3 separate regions of the Gossypium hirsutum genome follow, and all the other regions are linked to region 3. Evidence: chromatin contacts called from public Hi-C data. All regions are on one chromosome and are shown on one strand. Each heading gives the region's core, a stretch centred on a gene start, on an enhancer-like site or on the middle of the called end of the contact. The rest is flanking DNA. Distances are from core to core; before and after follow the strand shown.

Evidence for each region. Hi-C and Micro-C count contacts between places; a contact is called where the count stands out from the background.
Region 1: a Hi-C map of leaf shows a contact between it and region 3, with 2.9 times the contacts expected there. The contact joins the promoter of LOC107903712 here to the promoter of LOC107893908 in region 3. A contact is called at or near these places in 14 of 34 Hi-C or Micro-C datasets (anther, callus, hypocotyl and 2 more).
Region 2: a contact with region 3 is called in a Hi-C map of leaf, with 2.0 times the contacts expected there. The contact joins the promoter of LOC107903715 here to the promoter of LOC107893908 in region 3. A contact is called at or near these places in 3 of 34 Hi-C or Micro-C datasets (callus and leaf).

The regions. Positions count from the first base shown.
Region 1 is chrA13:43,460,990-43,465,180 of Gossypium_hirsutum_v2.1, forward strand. It overlaps LOC107903712 (auxin-induced protein 6B), which reads right to left and starts at 2,279. Exons shown (of 1, transcript XM_016829857.2): 1 at 1,335-2,279. The coding sequence starts at 2,096. The coding sequence ends at 1,638.
Region 2 is chrA13:43,539,381-43,543,674 of Gossypium_hirsutum_v2.1, forward strand. LOC107903715 (tRNA-dihydrouridine(47) synthase [NAD(P)(+)]-like) reads right to left here and starts at 1,743. Exons shown (of 10, transcript XM_041086141.1): 1 at 1,292-1,743; 2 at 1,021-1,137; 3 at 699-935; 4 at 339-582; 5 at 1-180. The coding sequence starts at 1,573. It overlaps LOC107903717 (bZIP transcription factor 29), which reads right to left. Exons shown (of 5, transcript XM_016829861.2): 5 at 3,535-4,119. The coding sequence ends at 3,899.
Region 3 is chrA13:43,324,281-43,328,453 of Gossypium_hirsutum_v2.1, forward strand. LOC107893908 (auxin-responsive protein SAUR50) reads right to left here and starts at 2,023. Exons shown (of 1, transcript XM_016819054.2): 1 at 1,234-2,023. The coding sequence starts at 1,894. The coding sequence ends at 1,580.

The DNA.
Region 1 (4,191 bases), core at 1,029-3,528, 140 kb after region 3:
GACTTCCTACACCAACTCAATCACGTCGTTAGGTTCCCCATGACACCATTTGGCCAATTTTTGTCTCAAGAGGGTATAAAACTAATAAAATCATTTATTAATAACAAAAGTAAAGAAAGTACACTTAAATTGCTTGAACATAGGCTCATCTAGTATAATGAAGAGCCTAATTTGATATATCAAATTATGACGGATCAAGAGGGACAATTGTTATATATTTACACAACGGCACCCTTTATGCCACAACACTTCCAAGATGACATGCCAGCACAGATAACTTGATAGGCGATGCCAAAGTGTCATCAAGGGATTTGTCATGTCAAATCCAATTTCATTTAATGATTGTAACGCTGCAAGTTTATCAACCCCGAAAGCAATTACATCCAGCCCACTCCTCATGTTACAAGGTCAAATCAAACCCATTTTGATCTAACCCAACATAAGTCATCATGAAAGGGAGCCCACCTCAAGCTTGGATATATCTATTAAAGCCACTCTGATGAAGGGTATCATGTACCAAGATTAACGACTGTGAGCACAAATTGGATATAAATCACACCCATTACAACGACTCCTTACAGCCTTTACATGTAAATCGTGATACCTTTCATTCCATGTTGTAACAAAAAGGCAGGGTGATTTGATGAATAACCTAACCACCCAAATAGCATAATTGTAATTGGATGAATCACATTGCTATTTCCATGATTATTAGAAAAAGTAATAATATCAAATTTCATTTTCCTTATCATCACTTTTTTTCTTTTTCCACACTTTTTCATCAGCTAATTAATACATTAATCTTATCTTCCCTTTATAAAGGTTCCACTATAGGATTAGAAAGTTACGTCTGTCTGAGCATTTCAATTTTTACTTTTTACTATAATGGAAAACAACATTTAGCATCTCGTACCATTACTAAATTTCCTTTTGTCAATATACATCATCATTATCCAACTTCAATTTCAAACACCAAGGATCTTAACCATTTAATTTTGAAATTTTCACCAGGCAAGTTTGATAAATTTTGTATATTCTTACTAATTATAAATTTATTTTAATTGAATCAAAAATTATTTATTCTTAAGCATTGTGGTTCCATTTTAAAGTATTATTCTCTTAACCTCTTTTAATGATAATTGCATTGTGGGTATCTAAAATTGCAATGCTAAAAGGTTCAACCCATCATTTGCAATTATAATGTATACCTTGTAGCTTTATATAAGTGAAACTATAAAAAAAATTTTAAAAAAAATTGCAATGCTCATATAAATTACAATTTATATTATATTCTCTCACAAAAAAATAAAAATTAAAAAAAAACAAATTATATATAATATCTCTAAAATTTCAAAAAATAATAACTCAAAGTCATTGGATTTACAATATGGAAATAATAAATAAATTATGCTTAAGCTTCGTCACTCTTTTCCACTCGGGATGACTCGGTAAAAACAATCCCTCTTTGCCATCTCCTTCATAATCATTGTAAGGAAAAGAACTTCAAAATTACCCACTAATCACTCTAATAAATCATAATGAAACCTAATCAACTCAGTAAAACTGTTAGCGCTTCCAACTCTGGTTGAGTCAACCAAGGAGGATCTGTCGTTTTTATTATATGCTTGCATTAGCTTTTAGTACACTGATTTATCGGCGACCCCATGAAGCAACGGTCGAGATTCGCCTAAACCCCCGAGTTTATTCTTCATGCCGACTTGGCAGCATCTCTGAAGAACCTCGAATGTGGAGAACCGGCCCGAGTCGGATCGGGATACGGCTCGGAGAATCTCCTCGAACAACGACTCGTCGCATGGGATGGTTAACGGTCCAACGTTGTTGAAACCGTACTCCTCTTCAGTTTGTACCAGGAGTTTTCTGAACATGGGGTGGTTAAGGTACGTCGCGCGTACGATAAATCTCCTGAGACTGGTGCCCACGCAGACCGCCACGTGTCCAGCAGGAACATCTGACGGCGCGTGTCCGTTATTGTTGTTGTTGGCCGTTATCCGGGCATTCCTTCGCCACTGCTTCAGCATTTGTCGGATCCGAACTATCTGACGAATTTTCTGGCATTTTCCCATTCCGTGATACATTCTTTTCCCAAGGAAGTGACAGAAAATGAGCAAGGAACGTTAAAAGGAAAAGAGAATACTTTCCGAGAAAGTGAGAGAAAGAAAAAAAGTGCAGTAGAAGAAGGAAGTCTTCGGTGGCGTGAGAAAAAATAAAATTTACTTGTGAGTTAAAAGTTTAGGGCGGAGGGAGGTATTATAAGGTCAAGGATAAGAGATATTGCCCTTGGACTTTGAGATAATTACGAGATTGTGTCTGCTGTTTCCATGGGTATCATGGCCATGTGATCCACAGTAAGGTAATGGGACTTTAGCTAGCTTTAATCCATTTTTTAATTCATTAAAGCATAATTTCTTTAGTGTTTAGTTAGTTTCTTGATAGTGGTGCATTATCTATTTATATTATTATTTAAATTTCTGATTTAAAATTTAATTGAGAAATAATTATTAATCTTCATAGCGTTTGTGTGGACTTCAATTGAATTGAAAAGAAATTGATAAATTAAATTTAAGGTAAATTTATATTTTGATCATTTAAGTTGTTAGGCTATTAAAATTGTTGTTATATGACTTTTTTTTTATCACATTGTCTACACCAATCGAAACATCTCATTCCCTTTCTCTTTTATAGTTTAATTTTTTTTCATGAAACAATTTTTAATGTTGCTAATTTGTGAAGCAAAATTCAAACAGTTTTCTTCTCTAATTTTCAACATTGACTGTCAAATTAACTTAGAGTTAATGTATGTTATTATACTTGTCGAGCGTATTGATCCACCGTATCGATTGTGGAACTATCGCTTGAAACTTACTAGTTAGACTTTTAAAAAGAAAAATACTTAATAATCCGGTGACTTGAATAAAATCTTCCAAATAATTTAATGACTTAAACCAAAACTTTTGAAAATTTCAGTAATCAATTTTAGCTTTTTGAAGTTAAGTGACCAAAATATAAACTCATTAATAATTTAATAAACTTGGTAGTTTATAAAAAAAATATGAGCTAAATTAATAAAAGAAAGAAAAATATATTAGTAGGAGTATATAATTAAAAATGTAAAAAGAGACTTTCCTAATTTTGCTCATGATCCCGAGTTTTTTATTGTACATATTTTTTTATATTAATTTTAATAAAAATTGCATGAGAAGTAGAGAAAAATATACAAGGAATAAATAAAGTGAAAAAAAATATTCTAATTACTTTTATATAAATAAAACAAACTTTTAATTTTTAACTTAGCCTTAAATAAGTTATTAATATAAAAAAAACAAGTTTAAAGGGAAGATGAAACAAAATAAATAAATACTTGATATTTAATAAAAAAAAAGCAGAGAACTTTTTAAAAAGTGAACTAATATGAGATTTTTTTATTTTTTATTTTAAGTATTGTAACCCTTTTTGACATTTGGTTGATAGTTATAATGATATGATTGGATTAGATTCTGTGTGTCTTTAAAATACAAAAACCTTGTATCATGTCAAAATCCTACTACTAACCTCCTCCATGCAACTACATTATTTTCCACTAACAATATATATAGAGTTAATTAATTAAATCATAACTGGTTGCCTGTGCTAGCTACAAGATGATATTTATATGAATTATGAGCAAACAACAATGTTCATCATCTACGCCCCCCCCCCCAAAAAAAAACTATGATGAAAAGAAGGCAATTATAAAGAAAACATGCTGTGGCCGTTTCATGTTTTGTCTCCCTCGCTAGCTTTTGTTTTAAGGCAGTAATCCTGATTAAAATAAGCAATAATCCAAGATTTAGGGAATATATGCTGGGGCCTGCTTTTATTTCAAACTTATTCTATGGGTATCTGTTTCTATAGACAAATAAAATTAGCAGAAGAAGCGTGGAATGATGTTTGGTTGAAGGGTGAAGCAAAGGCAACTTTCAGTTTTACTATATTAAACTAAAACCAGTTGAATCTTTTCAGGTTAGCTTCCACTTTGTCTTTGCTGCACATCTCATTTTTCACCTAACTCGGAGGTTAAGACCATCAACATATAGTTGAGATTTTTTATTATTATCTTTTTTTTTTTAAGTTCTAAACAGCTTTATTAGTAAATCAGATCTCAATTTTATAAAATTTTGAAGAATGATTTCA
Region 2 (4,294 bases), core at 493-2,992, 210 kb after region 3:
CAAGATACAACTTCTCTCTAAAATCAATAAGCATCTTTTCACGAGGGTGTATCTTGAGGCTCTTATCAGGTTCTGCATGTACATCATCAGCCAGTTCAGTTTCAGCAGATTTTTTTTCATTATACTTCTCAAGAACAGTCGCATCTTTCAAATTACATATCTTGGGGCTCCTATCAGGTTCTGCAAGTACATTATCTGCCAGTTCAGTTTCAGCAGAATTTTTTTCATTATCATTCTCCAAAACAGTTGCATCTGTCAATTTACACAACTGAGTTACAGACTAGATTAATCAGTTCAAAAATTAGTAAAGAATAAAAAATCCACAAGAAGTCTATCACCTTCCCCTTCATCAGAGCACTTTTCATCAACCAGTAACTTGGCCTTCTTCAAGGGTCTCAACTCATCAGTTTCACATGCCTCCTCAGCATTAACTGCTGCTGGAAATGTTGAAGGACACTCAGAACAGTCAACTGAATCATCAAGCACCTTTTTGCAATTGGTCTCATCAGCAGCATGAGAACCATCTAAACCAACTTCGTCTTCCTCCTTATCTACCAGCTTCTTTACTTTCCAGTTGGGCCCCTGAATTATCGCGTTGATAACAAGTTACTAACAATAAACCATAATGATTATAAAACAAGATGGAATGAACAGAAATGCAAGAAATAAGGACCAATAAAAGAATTATTTCATTGTACCGCCAGTCCAAGAGATTTAACTACAGCATCCGCTTTAGTAAAGCGCATTTTGTTTTTCCACAAAAGCTTCTGAACATCTTTGCTTAGTCCATTGACTTCAGAGCTTTTCTTCAATAAATTAGAAGTAGCAATGGGAGCATTATCCTTATGCGTGCCTGCAAATCTACAGGCTAAACCATAAGGGCAGGGTGCATCAGCTTTTATAAATGGGCAGTCACCCTCTAGATCAGCCGGTTTCTACATACAAAAAAAAAACTATTAAAAAAACCCAATTAGCAAGATTTGATCAAATTATAAAGTCAGGAAATGGGTATTCAAATACCTGAGCCATAAAGGCTTCAATGTCATGGCTGAAACGACATTTATCTTTATAAGAACATGCATTGACATCTCCCGTCTTTGCTATCTCAGGACATAGATTCAAAGGAGAATTTTGCTCCTGAAGGAGAAAAACAAATCTTCAACGATCACTTTTCAATTTACATTCCACTACTACAACAACAACAACAACAAAAAAAAAAGATTTTTTTCCCTGCCGGCAAATAACAATTGCTTTTGTAAAGGGAAACAGATCAGGTTAAGAAAATTGGGACCTGACGACGCTCTCGTTTGAGTTGCCGCTTCGATTTCTTTTCCTGGACAACGTTTGCCTGAGGTTGCTTGACGTTGGTGTCAGAGGCGGGGTTGTTTTGGGTGGTTCTAGAGGATGGTGGAGGTCGAAGAAACTCTCGCTTTACAGGTGCAATGGCTCGAGCTACTAACTCTTCCGGTGAACGTTGAGTAGTTCCATTCGGGTCCAAAGGCGGCTGTGAAGCCGGGACCCCTTCCGTCGAAGAGTCTGTAACCGCACAGATATCTTTCGGACAGTCATCCATCGATGGCGAGTTCGCTGGGTGAGGGCACTCAGTTCCCTGTCAATCTCCTGCAGTGATTAAAGCTCTGTTTCCAGTAACGAGGAGTGGCTCCTGATTAGGGTTTATGTTCAGTGGGATTGTTGTTGTAAGTGTACATAACGTGGGTAACCACATATTCACAGGGCAAAAGTGCCGCGCCTTTACTACGCGGACGGTGAGAAACAAAACGATGTCGTTGTTATCCTGAGAAGCAAACGATGCCGTTTTCATGAGGAGAGTGAGGACGAAAACGAGGCCGTGTTTTGGTGGAGAGTAAAAAGCAAACGGCGTCGTTTCATCTAAAAGGGAAAGGATAATATTATTAGAAAGATTTAAAGCCATACCATGAACTTGAGTCTAACCTCTTAAGCCACTCTACCATCCAATCGCCATGTTTGGTTTAATAAAATAGAATAAATTAGGAATGTATTAATTATGTGTAGAAATAGAATATAAAAATAATAGATATTATATTGTTTAGTTGATTGAATAGAATAAACAAGTAATAGTATTAAGCTGGCTAGATTGATAGTAAGAAAGAGAAAAGTAATAAGTGTTCAACGATATTATGATCCTTAAATTAAATAATAATATTTTTATTATTCTATTATTATTAAAATTGATATAATTCATAAAAATAATATATGTAGAAAATTTAAATATTACAATTTAGTAATATATATTATAAATATACTTAATAGTATAATATATTATTCATTTCTTAATAAATTTATAAATATTATGTCAAAACATACTATTTGAAAATGAATAATTTCACCTTTTACATTAAATAATAATAACATTATTTACCAATAATTTATTTAATTTTCAAAAATAAATCTAAAAATCATATTTAAAAATTTAGAAATATTATTAAAATCCTACTTATAAAAGTATAAAATTTTTATTTTAATATTACTTTTATCTCTTTCTTCTTTTTTTGGAGTTCTACCTGGTTTTTTTTTTAATTTAATTTAATTGACCAACTTTGATTTGTTCAGAATGTTTCCATTCTTAACTCATCATCGTGGCAACTGATCTCATTGTCACTATCAACCATCGTCAAGGCTTTATGGAATTTCATCACAGATTTCTTGTAACTTCTTTTTTTATTTTCTACTGGATTTTTCAAAAAACAAAATAACAATAAACTTTGATTACAAAAATAATCTTCAGCTTCCGTTGCATTTTTTGTGGTCTTCCATCGCTCCAAGTCTTCATTTTGGTTTTCTTAATTGTTGTGAACTCCTAAAATTTAAAGGCTTAAAATCCTTAGTGCTAATCTTAAATAGAAAAAACCGAAAAAGTTGTTTTATTGCCTCTGTAGTGAGAATGATATTGAAAAAACCAAATCAAATTTAACAAAAGTTGTCTTGGTTTAACTTGAAATGATGAGGGTAAAATTTTAAATATATATAAATGCTATTCGCTGTTGTGCGGAACAGCCATTCTTTAGTAAGAATGAAGAATAGTAATTCGTTATTGTCGGTAATGAGATATAAATTCTAAATCGGCTGAATAAGGAATTTATTAAACCAAATTATGGAATAATTATTCCCCTTGGAATAAACCCAGAATGGGTTCGCTATTCATGCCAGCCAACCAAATGTTCTGTAAGTTTCAAACTTTTTACAAATGAACAAGAAACTATGCTCTGAATATGCCAAAGAAAGCTCTTCTGTGATAAAAGTTTTTGCTGATCTGATATTTTAAAAAGAAAGATTTCAGATTAATTGCTTCCAAGTCCCAATCTTATCACACTGCCTGCTTAGTGAATGATTAAACACATACATGGGATGAAAACACTAGCTTTCTTTCTCTCTCAGTTCACAAGTTTGGTTTTGCTACATTTTGGTGCAATAAAACTCAACTTGTGCAAATACCCAAAGTACATCGAAAATCAATTGATAGAACAAACTGCAAAAGAAAAAAACCAGAGTCGCTCAAATGAAATGCCCAAACTCTTTTACTGAAATGAGAAGAGAATTAAATAAAAAAAAGAATATAACAGAAGAGTTAAAGATCAACTCTTGTAATGTTAATGAAACAAATCCTGTATGTCAACTTAATGCTTACATTCCAAAATGATTTATCTATCATAAATAAATAAATTAAAAAGATTTGATTATAACCGATATTATGATTATTCAAGCTGATGTATGTTTTTACTTCGTCCCATCATCTAAAGATGGAGAATATCTGATGCAGGTTGAAATCCTCCGAAGTCGGGACGTTGAAAACTAATGAATACCCGAGGTGAAGAGAAACGGGGGTATCATGGGTTTTCAAAGCTTCCCAGAGACCAAGCTACTGATTCAACTCGGTTTTTGCAGTTGTGTTCCCATTCTGTTGTTGGGGCTGTGGAGGTGACTGCTTCTGCATCTGATGAGAAATGTTAAGCTGGAACATCTGCTGATTAACAGAAAGCGGCTCGGAAACCATGCCTTTTGAAGGGTCGGAATCACCACCTAGCTGTTGAGTAGCGAGTTTTAATCGTTGGACCTCCGCAGTTAATGCTTCGTTTAGAGCTTTCCAAATGCAACACAAAAATGAAGGATAAGACACTCGAGCATAAAATTTCAGGCAATGCAGTTGTAGAATAATGGAGAACTTGGTACAACAAATCATCAGAGTTATCGAAAGGATGAATTAGAACAACATATATGCAAAGAACCAACTCCGCTTAGGAGAAAAGTTATCACG
Region 3 (4,173 bases), core at 773-3,272:
ATAGGAGTGGATGTCAAGTTGGATAAATTTTGTGGCTAAGAGAGAAAGGCAAATGATGGTTAAAACAAAAAATAATGACCAAACTTGAAGGAGTCCAAATACTTTAAGGGACGAAGTTTGGGAAAAATGTAAAGATAAGATAGTGGTAAAGCATGTTGCATTCCCATGAAGAGAACTCAGGTTCAAACCTTGAAGATAACAATATTGGGAGGGGTAGTCACGAACACCAAAAAAATTAAGTTTCATGAATTGTGAAACGAACATAACCATACTTTAATTATACTTTTTTTTAAATGAGTATCTCAATTTATAATCTATGAAAAATTTGATTCATTTTTAAAATAATGAAATATTATAATTAAACTAAGGTTAAAAAATGAAAGTATTTAAAATAAAAATAATGATACACATGTAATTTTATAAATATTATAATTGAATTATAAATTTTACTATTTTATAACTTTTGAGGAGATTGAAGTGAATTAAAATTAATTATTTTGAAAGCTTTTGCGTGTGTTACGCCAAATACTCTAAAGCAAGTATGATGCATTAATCTTATATAGTAAATTTATACACCTTCGAAGAGAGTGAAAAGTCTTGGATTTAAAAGATTGAAGGGGTTAGTATTTAGAATGAGAGCGATGTATCAAATGCAATAATTAATGTTGGCTGAGGATTAGATCAGATAAAATCATCATTAATGGAGTAAAGAGCATACCCCAGTAGTCAACTAATACGTGAGAATGAAATATGGATGCAATCATGATGCCTTTGCTTTTTCGAGGAAATTTCTTGCATGAAACATTTATTTCAAATTATATTATGTGATAATAAAGATAATTTTAATGAGTAGTTGAAATAAACAAATATTTAAAAAAATTGATTTTGTATCATTATTTGAATGAGAATAGTTCTTCTAGTTTTTTCAAATTTAGCACATTTGATTTTAAACCCATATTCTTCCTTCACTAATCAGGCATGAAAAGAAAGAAACAAAAAAACATAATGACCCAAGTATAAATATCTTATGAACAACAGTTGAACAAAAGAAACCTGTGATTCCACATTCTCAGACAAGTTGCTGATTCTAATTTTTTTCTTTTTCCTTACATTACATGTCCTCCGCTTTGGTTTTGAGTTTGACTCAGGATTATGCTTTTCCCGACCTAGAGCTAAGCTATAATTAATAATAATAATTATAAAGAAAATATTTACCTGATTTGCATGGGAAGATAAAATAAGGTTGTTTCCTTAACATTCAACTTCTCTCACAAAATTTGTGAGGAAACACAAGTTTATACAAATGGTTGGACCCAGAAAATGTTATAATTCTTAGGTCTAGTTAGAGTCACTAATAACTAATTAATAAAACATTAAAAACCCCGGGTTCGAAGTAGTAAAAAGAAAAGAAAGAACCCCAAAAGGGATCAAGAATCACAATGAAGAAATGATGTTAGAAAAAAGAGAAACTAGCTATTCAATATATATGGTTGCTATGCTTCTCTTGGCCATCTTTCTCCAAAAATGCAAAGGCAGAACCCCTTCATTTCGCAACTCAATATATTCTTTTTTCCCATTTTCATTTAAGCATAGATGCAAGAGAGCGAAAAACAACTTCTTCACAAGGGATGGTAAGGCCCATATCATGGTTAAACCCAAACTCTTCCTCCGCTCGTCGAAGCAAACATTGGAACTCAGGGTGGGTCAAGAATGAGATAGGGACGATGTATCTGTTTCTGTTTTCACCAACGTAAACGGCAAAGTGACCTTTTGGTACGTCAAGTGGGAGCCCATCTTCGTCATATCCATGTTTCCTGCCTAAGCTTGAACATTTCTTCAGGATTTGCTTCAGAACTGCGGTTTGAGGCAGTTTGGATGGTTTTCTAATTGCCATTGCTGTTGTTGTGTGGAAGTGGTAGTAGAATAGAAGGTGTAGTGGGATGGGAGGATTGGGAGGGGGAGATGGCGGGTTATTTATTTATGGATAGTTGAGGCTAAGCCTCAAGGGTCATGTGGGACTGTGGGGGCAAACCCTAAAGGGACAAGCCACGGGTGTTATTAGGGTATGTATGTATGTGTGTGTTATATGTGTAAAGGACATGATGGGAGCCAAACCACCCCATTTGAATTTCTATTCTTTGTTGGTCCTCCTAATGACAAAATGGTCCCTCTTTCCCTATCTTCTGATTTAGCTACTTCTAATGTTGATATCGTAGAATTAAATAGCCACTGCAACTTGATGTTTTTGTTTTTCTTTTTTGTTAAAATTTGTACAAGGTGTTGGTAGTACAATGCGGGTAATTCCATATTAGTTTGAGAAAAAATTTTGTAAGAGAGTATTACTTATTATATTGAGTAATTAAGAGTAAACGGCCAATACATGTGCTATTGCTGCTTCGCTTTTGGTGCTTATTTTTTTAATAAAATTTCTGTTCTGTTTTTAGAATTTTTTTTTCCGGTCCAGAAAAATCTTCTATTATTTTTTGTTTTTTGGAGGATAATGTTCACTATACAAATATATCTATCAGTACTTCAATGACACATGGATTATTTTATTTATTTATACTCAATTTATTTATCCTTTCAATACTAACAATTTGGTTTTGTAATATATTTCCTAACACAATGTAGAATGCATTTTTAATGCATTTAGTCCTTTTACTATAGTTCTTTATAATTTACAAGGAGTTTGCCTTGGTTCATCTCTGTGTGTGTTTCTACCTGAAATCGGGGACCGATTGTAAGTGTACTGGAGAGTACTGTACAACAGTTTTGTTGGTTTTGGATATTTGTGATTGTTTTGGCTTGTGATTCTGTGTCCTGAGTCTGAAAGGCACAAAAAACACAACAAATTTTCACTGCATGCAGTATCCAAAGGCTTTTTGCAGAAACCCATGTGGTTTTTTAATTACTGTTACATTTGCAGGTTTTGATCATAGAATTGCTTTTTTTTTTCCTTACATGGTCAGCATTTCAATTCAGTTAGCCATTTTTAATCAAAAAAATTGAAATTAAGCCAAACATGCCAGGGCATAAAAGCCCCTTGAGTGTTGGGTGCAGTTTGGAAAAGAATGTCCCAAAGGGCCGATGGGTTTTCTTTTGAATGTGGTCCTGTCTGAAATCTCCACCACTTAAAAAATAAGGAAATATATTTTTTTATATAGTTTTAGAGACAATAATTGCTATTCTTCAAATGCCTCCATGTTCTGAGGCTCACAAAGTGTTCCAAAATGGCAATAGATGTAGTGTCTGATTTGGTTTTTTCTTTTTGTTTTCCTCAGGCTAAGACCCCCTAAACGTTTTCATGACAAAACAGATCCTTAAAACCCCAACAAGGCACTAGAACAAACGTAAGTACATTGGTTTGAAGGTCTTAATTGATACTAATATGCAACATATAGTTGCGTTTTTCAAACTTAACCCGAATCTTCCTTATAATCCTAAAATGTTGACCAACTGAAAAGAAGGGCAAAATCAAGTTGTTTTTATATTGACAGGTTGAGGGATCAATTCAAGATTTACTGAAAAAAAAAAAAACAGCAAATGGATTACCCCATGAGTCACAGTCCATGAAAGACACTTGCATGTTCTGTAAATGAGATTGGTTCGGAGAGAAATGGTTTGAGAATAAACAGGAGACGAGAAAGGCCCACCGATGATCACCGAAAGACGGTGTGGTTTGTTGAGCCAAGAAAGGTCTAAGAGGCAAATTATTTTCACTTTTATGGTTGAAAAGGACTTTGGCTTTTGTTTAGCACATGAAGGCCATGTTACTCTTGCCTCCTTCCAAGCTCTCTTGTAAAAGACAACATGGTAAGGTCCTGTGATATAATTCCCCAACTACTTCAAACTGTACAACACATACTTTTACCCTACCATCACTCAAAACTGTAAACTGCTCTCTTTGGAATCTTTTATCGGAGTCCCCTCAAAACTGATAGATATTGTCGTAGTCCAGTACTTAAAAGATAACTTCATTTTATGCCAATATTTTCTATACCATTGCACCTATATTCTGATATATATAGATCTGGAAATCCTGTTATTTTTTTATGTTATAATTTTGTTTAAATAAGATTCTATTTTGGTTCGCGTTTATGTTACATTTTCTTGTCATCTCTACATAGTCTTTGATAAGATGACATAAGCTAAGGCTTTAAAGTTGAGATAATC